2 separate regions of the Mus musculus genome follow, and region 1 is linked to region 2. Evidence: chromatin contacts called from public Hi-C data. All regions are on one chromosome and are shown on one strand. Each heading gives the region's core, a stretch centred on a gene start, on an enhancer-like site or on the middle of the called end of the contact. The rest is flanking DNA. Distances are from core to core; before and after follow the strand shown. Region 1 overlaps Rusc2 (RUN and SH3 domain containing 2). Region 2 overlaps Unc13b (unc-13 homolog B).

The links. A called contact is a pair of places that touch in the nucleus more often than the background predicts.
Region 1: a contact with region 2 is called in a Hi-C map of muscle stem cells, with 3 times the contacts expected there. The contact joins two enhancer-like sites. A contact is called at or near these places in 13 of 39 promoter capture datasets (3T3-L1-derived adipocytes, the C10 cell line, the HPC-7 cell line and 9 more), 10 of 484 Hi-C or Micro-C datasets (the G1E-ER4 cell line, brain, embryonic fibroblasts and 7 more), 7 of 115 datasets of contacts at active chromatin or transcription factors (craniofacial prominence, embryonic basal ganglia, embryonic stem cells and 2 more) and 4 of 9 other capture datasets (adipose tissue, embryonic stem cells, liver and 1 more).

The regions. Positions count from the first base shown.
Region 1 is chr4:43,418,006-43,422,212 of GRCm38.p6, reverse strand. It overlaps Rusc2 (RUN and SH3 domain containing 2), which reads right to left. Exons shown (of 12, transcript NM_199057.3): 3 at 1-608. Among named protein-coding and RNA genes, the nearest start is that of Fam166b, 9.0 kb to the left of the region's middle. Within about 2 kb of position 2,087, at least 131 of the 459 cell types and tissues checked have an H3K27ac peak or open chromatin away from gene starts, as enhancers often do. A contact at or near this core is called in muscle stem cells, where this site is marked.
Region 2 is chr4:43,247,263-43,251,727 of GRCm38.p6, reverse strand. It overlaps Unc13b (unc-13 homolog B), which reads right to left. Exons shown (of 40, transcript NM_001384106.1): 25 at 2,147-2,271; 26 at 1,426-1,511. Among named protein-coding and RNA genes, the nearest start is that of Atp8b5, 18 kb to the left of the region's middle. Within about 2 kb of position 2,962, at least 17 of the 459 cell types and tissues checked have an H3K27ac peak or open chromatin away from gene starts, as enhancers often do. A contact at or near this core is called in muscle stem cells, where this site is marked.

The DNA.
Region 1 (4,207 bases), core at 838-3,337, 170 kb before region 2:
TCCTCGAACCAGACTCTCTGCCCGGGTGAAGCCAGATCTCCAGGAGCCCAGAGGGGGTAAACTTCCTGTGCCATGAAGCCTGTACTCAGCCAAGGTCGGAATCTTCTGGTCCTCCTTCGGTGGCTGCTGGGATGTGGCAGGGCGCACAGTAGGAGGGCAGGTATGGCTCCATGGTGATACACTGTCGGCTGCTGTGCCCTGCTCTGGAGGCGGGGAGCAGGAGGTAGAGGCAGAGGAGTCGGTGCTAGACCCAAAGGGGCCGGCACTCCGGACTGGGGAGTAGCTTCCCAGGGGCGATGGCCGCGAGGTCTCTGGTTCAGGCCCAGCGTTTCTGGCGCCTCTGCCAGAGGCCTGCGATGTGAATGGCTGCGGCTCTCCTGAGGGAGCTGGGGCTGGGCCTTGAGCAGTAGAGATAACCAGCGGGGCGGGCTGCTGTGCGCGGCTGCAGGGCATAGAGAGGCTGTAGAGCTGGGAGAGGCTGTGCAGGGCCCGGGCCTTGGCCAGCTGCTTGGGGAAGTGATGTTGGAACACGAACGGCTGGATCGGTAGGGTGGTCGGCCTCTGTTCCTTGCTGTAGCGAAGGACGGGTCGGCTTTCGGTGCCACCCCCTGTAGCAACAGCGATGGAGAAGGACTGAATCAGAGAGACACTGAAACCCAAGCGGGAGGAAGAATCACAAGGATCGGTGATACCCAATGGGGATAATGGGCTAGCCTGGGCTACAGGCCCTGAACAGGGACAGGCAGGTTCCTCCTTTGCGGAGGGGACGCTGCTCCTCCCTGTAAGCCTGCCCTGCGCTTTTTATGACCGGGAATGCCTTCTGCCTCTCCACTTTCTCAACTCTGCAGGTGTCAAGGCATGTTTGGAGGCTCCGTGCTCACCTCACTGAGCAAGTGCTCCCTGGCAAAGGTAGCTGTGTTTCAGACTTTCACACAGATGGCTCCCAGGCCCACAGCATCTAGCTCCCCTTGACCATCCTGCTGTGGAAAGGGCTTTGCTTTCGTTTTAAACGAAAACAGCCTGGCTAGAAACATTGTTCCTAAACCGTGTCGCCGGAAGCTTCTACACTCTTTTCATCTACGGGCTCTGCGCGGGTTTTCCTGATACCTTCCATTTCTGTCAGAGTCAGTGCCAAGATGTCGCTGACTTCAAGTTCTCTCTACCCATCCACCACCCTGTCTCCACTCACACACTCCACTCCGATTTTGAGCAAATTCAGCAGTAAGACAAGTAAGTATTTACTTGTAGCCAAATCGGCCAAACTTCATTTTGTTTTTTGAGACAGGGTTTCTCTGTGTAGCCCTGGCTGTCCTGGAACTCACTTTGTAGCCCAGGCTGGCCTCGAACTTAGAAATCCACCTGCCTCTGCCTTCCAAGTGCTGGGATTAAAGGCGTGCGCCACCACTGCCCGGCTCCCTGTATGTGCTCCCAATCCTGATCTCTCCCATGATCCCCTCCTAAGAACTTCAAAATCTACCTCTGCTCTCTTTGAAGAGGGATATTTTCCAACTCTTGGGATTTTTTTCCCAGCCACGTTTCAGGTCAGTGTTCCTTAAATCACAGGTCCCAGAACTAAACTGAGGTCCAGAACAATGCAGGGTGCCACGGTATTTGTTAATGAACTGTTATCTCAATAAAACACCGTTCATGCTGCAGCTATCTAAATGAACACAAGGTGGCGCCACACACTCTTCTAGGGCCTAAAGCCCTGGGCGTGGCTCAACAAGAAGCAGGAGGAATTCATTTCTCCACAGATCAAGAAACTTATTTGTGTTTGTTTTTTGAGACAGAGTCTCATGTAGTTCAGAGTGACTTTGAACTTGCTGCGTGGCTAAGACTGCTCCTGCCACAGCTTCTAAGTGCTGGCTTTGTTACAAGTCTGAGCCACCTTGCTACACACAGATCAGGGAAATTTAAGTTAAGTTGTTGTCTCAAGTTAAGGTCACTCAGCTGGGAAATAGCAGAGCACAGAATGTTGCCCAAACCAGAGTCGGCTTCTGGGGCCAAAGTTCTTGACCACATCACATTACACACACAGTGATGTCAGGCTGGGTTTGCTGGGCCATCTTTCTTACTCACGTCATGGAGTCATGAGGGATGCGTACACAGGCTCATAGAGAAGTGTTCACTCATGCTCCCTGACATCCCCAGTTCTCAGAGGACAGCCTGTCTTCCTTGATGTGCTCAACACACCTCCACCACTCAGTCCTTAATCATACCTAGTCACTAACGCCCTGGGGCCTCGTCCCTGCTGTGATCTGCCTGAGATTTCATCAGTCCCTTCCTGCTCAGCCCTCTCACCCAGTTTCATTTCCTTTTTGTAAAGTGTCGGGAAGAATTTTCTAACGTGTTTGCTGCCTGTTACTCTTCACAGGATTTCCAGAAAAGTCGGGACCAAATCCTCTCAGTCGCTGTGTCTCTAGGGTCTGGGCGCATCTCAGGAACCGAACAGTTAAATGAACGACTCTCTACTTCTGATTCAGTCTAGTCTCCTCTGCCTCAAATCACCTTATATAAATCTGATTTTCTTGAAAAAATGAATTTATCTGTGGTTGTTGCTCAGAGAATAAAGATCACATGTGCTGTGTACCTGGGAAGCAGCCCCAGTTCCTGGGTTCCTTCTTACAAGGTAGCATCCAGAGTCCCAGGGGCAGCCAGTCAGTGCTCTGTGTTCAAAGGAAGGAAGCAACCCCCCACCCCCGCTGGAATCTACCTCTGGGCATGGATTTGGGAATGGTTGATGCACATTTTGCAATCTGTTATTCGCCCCAAATCAACTCAAGGACACTTTACAAATCGAATTTCACTCTGGCCTCGGTCTGATTAATTTTGCTCTATCAAGATTTGGCAAGATCCCTTTTCTCAACCGCCGACCCTGCTGCTCAGGTTCTCAGGAGGAGCCTCAGCTTCTTCCAGTCCTGTCCAAACTGGTTCTTCCTTGGCTATCCATAAATTCAACCAACTGTCAACTCATTTGTTGGCTTTAAAAAGAGTGCACAGGATCAGGGGAAAGAGGGTGACAGCGTCACTGGAGGCTGCCCTGACGGAGAAGTCCCACTGGGACTGGGGAGGAAGCGCTTCTGGTAGAGAGCCTGCCCAGTAAGGCAGTACTAAGCCCGGTCAGTCCGAAGGGCTGAGCGTACCCAGAGGTTCATTCCTGTAGTCCCAGCAGGAGGCAGAGGCAGCGGCCTCAAGGTCGTCCTTGGCTACACAGTTTGACGATAACCTGGGATTCATAAGACCCTGCTTCAAAATAGTTTAAAAAAAAAAGTAAACCTTATTTCGTGTGTGTGTATGGGAAGAGGCATGCGGAAATCATGGGTTAATTTTTTCCTTCCCCCATTTAGACTCTAGGATCAAAGAGCCTATTGGCAAACGCCTTTACTGGCTGAACCATCTCGCTGACCCAAGAAAAATGCTTACATTTTTAAAAATATCAAAAGCTCTTTAAATTTTTGAGTCTAGTGAAAACACTTCAGTGGCTGCTGGCTCTCTCCTCTGTCTCTTCCTCTTTCCTCTCCTTTTCTTTTGTTCCATTATCTTGGATATGTGGTGTCTCTGTGTGTGTACACACGTTTGCATGCATGTGAGTATTTGTGGAGGCCCCCAAGTTGATACTGAGACTCATCCTTGATCACCCATCTACCTCAGACCCAGAGCTCTTGGATCTGGTCAGTCTTTGTAGCATGCTCTGGGCATCCGTCTCTGTCTCCTGAGCCTGGAATTATGGGTAGGCTGCACAGCTACCAGGTATTGGTGGCATCTGCAGTTTCGAGGGTGGTGACTGTGATACCTGGCAAGGTGCTTTAATCACCAAGCCACCTCTCCAGACCCCCTTTAAAATATTTAAACATTTTGAGACAATATAGACCTGGCTGGTCTGGAACTTGCTATGTAGAACAAGCTGTCCTCAAAAATCACAAAAGTCTACCAGGCCTCTTTGCCTCATGAGTGCTGGGATTAAAGGTGTGTGCTACCGAGCCTGGCTGAAATATGTATTTTAATGATCATTGTGTGTGTGCACGTACAGGTGTGGGAGTCAGAGGACAACTGTGCAGGGTGGGTCCTGTCCTTTCATGTAAATTCTAAGGATTGAACTCAGGTCACCCAGCTGCGACCACAAGGGCCTCTACCCGCCGGGCCACCTCGCTGGTCCCATCTTAAACTTCGGATTGAATTTTCAGCCTTCGCTTCCTAAATGCTAGAA
Region 2 (4,465 bases), core at 1,713-4,212:
GTTCTAGTCTCTCACCAAGCATCTATCACAGCCCATTCTTCCATCTCCCTGCTATAGTACAGCTTCTCCTTCATTCTTACATTAGCATAGCTTTTCATTGTGTGCACTCCCTTCCCTTTGCTACCCCTATCTTTTAAAGAGGTAAAAAAATTTAAATCTCCACATGTGTGGCACAGCAGATTAATGGTTCCTTCTTGTTCCTAGTAGTTGAGCTTTCCTCAGAGCTGAGGACATTTGCTAGCTGTGCTTTCTATCGTCCAGTTACCTTATCAGCTCAGGAAATGGATGACACAGCTACTCCTAGTGCATAGACGAGAAAACGGGAACTCACAACATTAAATGGCTGGAAAGAGCAAGCTGACTTTGCTCGTACGAGGTAAAAGGCCTGAAGCCTAACAAGTGGGTGAATAACTCCGCCTTACACTACCCATCTTGTGAGTTGGTTTATTTTTCAGAGGTGTTTACTTTTTCTGTTAAGCCCACCACAATTGTTCATTGAGAACTGACACCAAACTTCCCATCAGGTTTGGTGAGTGCTGTCTCACCAAGGCAGGGATGTCAGGCAAAACCTGTATAAATGTGTGTATTACATTGCCCAAAGTAAGCAAGACTCAGCCACTGCTCGGAGGCTGACTTACATAATGTAAATCCACATGTGGTCTGGCTATAACAACTTAGCACAGACCTTCAAAGTGTCTTTGAACCTCAAGAATTCTGATTCTAAACCTCACAGGCTTAAGAGTCTGAGAGTGATCCATGTCTTCCCTCCACCCAAGTGGAGCACAGACTTTGCCCTGAGCTTGTCCCATGTGCCTCCTTTTCCTTCAGACCCACTTTCCAAGACTGAGGAGCTACACTAACATATATAGCAGATGGAACAGCGGCTAGACTGGTGCGCAGACGGGTATAGACATAGACGGAGAGGGATATCTTTGTGAGGGTGAGAAATGGAAAACAGAATAAGCTGAATGAACAAAGTGAAGAGAATTATCTGGCTCTGCTCTATGGGCTGAGGGAAGTAGCCTTCTGAGCAGGTTTCAAAGAAAGCCAGGCCAGAAATATAAGAAAATAATGACATCTCTAAGTATTTAAGCTTCTCTTGTTCTTCAAACTTTAAAGATAACTCTTGGAAGCAAGCCACTATTCAGAAACCCTTCACCATGGGTAAAGCTGCTTTCTGGGCTGGAAAGGCCCTGCATAGGTACTTGTTATAAAGCTAGAAGGAGAAACCCACACCTGCACACCCACTGTCCTTACATGGCTCCTTAGGCTACAGCTTTGTCTGTCCTATGCCTCCCATAGCTTACCTGCCTCCATGGCTAGAAGCCCTCTACTTGCTTACTATACTGTTTACCAAGAACTTGAAGTTGTGTGGTAAAGGAAAGAAAGAGCTTATGAGGTAGATGGAGTCTGGCAGACCCTTACCCTCCAGTGCATATTTCATGTCTTGAGCAAACAGATGCCACATCACTTCTGCACTGACTTTTCCTACGTTCAACTCCTGAGGAAACCTGAGAGATGGAAAAAAACATGGTAAACATCAAGGCAAGAGCTATTTGGTTTTATTTATCCCAAGGTACCTAGTTCTCACAAGACATAATGAAGAGGAGTTGAGTCCTAGGGAACAGGACTAGACTGAGTCTGGAGAAAAGGGGCCCAGGGACTAATGGGAGAATAAATGACGGAGAGGGGGACCATATTAGCTAAGATGAACCCAAAGGACAGAATGCCCAGAAGGTACAGACAAGGCATTGAATCCCTGAGGAGGGTTGAGGCTGAAGGACAGGCTCAGGATAGATAAGCTGCAGGAGAAAGAGCAGGGGTGGGCCTTAAGAGGCCAGCTTTTTTTCATTGTGGACGGGCACATGCACACACAGTCTCTGGGTCCCCTGGGGCTCCCCTAACAGTTACAGTCCCAGAAGCCTTTCTCTCTGGGGAGGCTATCCCATCCTGTATAGGGCCCCCCCTTATGTTTCCACACCTGTCTCCAGAAACAGTTACCCAGACAGATACAAGGGACAGAGGGACAGATGGACGGACAGTTGGAAGAGGTGGCACTGCAAACATACAGAGATAGGAAAGAGAGAGACTGTTAGATGGACAGACCAATCCCCAACCAGACAGAGCCAAGTAGGGTGATACTCACTGGCTCAGAACAGGTGTGTAGGAATTCTTATCCTCCTCTATGATCGAAACAATGAGTGTGATAAGTTTGGGCCAGAAATCCAAGTTCCGAATGCTGGGCCCTGGTTCCTCTAGAGGTTGTTCCTGCTTCGTGTTCAGGGGAGGGGTGGGGCATGGAGAAAGGGAGCTAGTCACAACAGTACTGAAAAGACTCTTCCTTTTTCTTTTTCCTCTACCATGCCTGCTACTTTAAAGTTAGGGATACTTCCTTTTCTGGCACACGACTTCTAAATGACTGCCTCAGCTCCATAAGAGGGGTGACTACTGGGAGACCCTTCAACCACTGAGAATTGCTATCCTCAGCTCTGGGGCTCTCTTCTGGTATGCTTGGACAATCTAAGAGATATAAAGGCACTTGTGATTCTTCTCTTAGTCACTATGGACATGTGACTCTGGCTGAAATGAGCATCCTCTAGCCTCACTAACACGTCTGTTTCTGTAAGATCCGCCCACCCCCAGGCAACCTTCCTTTTCCAGATGTCCCTGTTTAAATCCACATTTCACACAGCACACACAGACATCCTAATTCTAAGAAGCTCCTTCAAGCTGAGCAGGACAAACCCTGTGTGCAGTTTGACCTAATTTTCAGTGGGGCCAGTCTTCTTTGGATCCCTTGAAGGCTATTGCTGGCTGGAAGAAATGCACCTGGAAAGCTATTTGCCAATCCAAAGAAGATGATTTGCTTAGGAGACAAAGGAATATAACAATGAGTCTCAGGAAAAGAATAGTCACTCATATTCAGATCCCAGGCAAAGACAATTTATGATTACTACAGAGACTGGAATGCACATTCTTTCTCACGGGAGCAGAGGCAAGTGTGGAACTTTTATGTGAATACTACATGTTACTACAGTTTCCAAAATCCCCTAACGAGCCTGAAGTCAGCAGAGACCAGGACTGAATCCATATGTCATTGACTTGACCTTAGTGTCACTTATATGCACCTTTTTCTTTTAGTTTTTCTGCCACTAGCCCAGCAAAGACTCATTCAAAAGACACCCTAGGCCTTTGAACTGCAGTCCACTATATACATCCTCCAGTGAGCTACCAGTGATTTCTCTGTACGGGAATCTCAGAGCTCTTCCATGGTCCTCAGTTAAGTTAGACTCCTTCATTGGACACAATGGTCGTTAGGCTGCTCCCTTCCTCTCCACTCCACATCGTGCCAGTTCTCTTGTGTTGCACTGCATCATGCTTACTCTGGCGCCTGGCAGCTGCTAACAGCTTTGCACACACTATCTCATTTCATCTGCTTGGCGATTCTTGAGCACAAGTTGCTAGTTTCTCACGCTCTGGATGAGGAGACAAAAGCACAGTGAGCTTCTGTGACCTGCCCTCTGTCCTAGAGCTAAGACCTGACCTCACAGCGGGTGAGCTCCGAAGTCTGAGGTTACAAAGACCTGAGTAAAACTGCTCAGGCCTTCTGAGATTAACATGTGCATGAATAATTCTGTGCCTCCAATACTCTATTTCCCTCCCTCTTCCCTTCAGCTCCTTTCTTGATATCAGTTCTAGGCCTTCCTCAAAATCCAGCTAGACTTTCTGCAAAGTTGTCTCTGGCACTCCTGGCTTGGTTAGATGACCCCCCCCCCCAGGCTCCCAGAACAGTCTATGAATTTCTGGTATTAGCATATCAGATATCTAAAACTATAATAAAATATAATAAAACAACAAAAATAACGACAAATGCAGTAATTTGCCCTCATTTCTACCAAACCAGAATCTCTCCCAAGGCTGTGTAAAACTGTGTTTCACTTGACTTTGCGTTCTAATTCTCCATGTGTTCAATGAATAGGTGGGCAAATGAGCTCTGCCTGAGGACTCGTAGAGGAAATAAGAACTAATGGAAAAATAGGAGTTTTTGTTTGTTGATATGCAACTGAACAGAAACTCCACGAGTTTACTCGAGTGCATACATTGTCTCATGGAAATAAGATTCAGAGAAAGTAGAAAAGTAGATAGAAAATAAAGAGACTAAAGCCAAGTCCCTGGAGCATTTGCAGCCTTGTTCAGAGCTTTGTTCATTATTATGCTGGAGCAGAGAGATCAAATATTAAAACATCTGCATGGTTGAAAGATTAGAGCTGAGAACAGTATCTTTCACTAGCCAAAGAGAATACATAAATGAGTGATAGAGAAACCCAGAATATACCACAAGCTAAACAAAGGCCCCAGAAAAACCTCCCATGGAGACCAGAACCAGTGGAAGGTTTATAAAACCTTTAAATGCGGAAGCCTAAGTATATGGCTGGCATAAAAAGAACATTTAGAATGAGAGAAG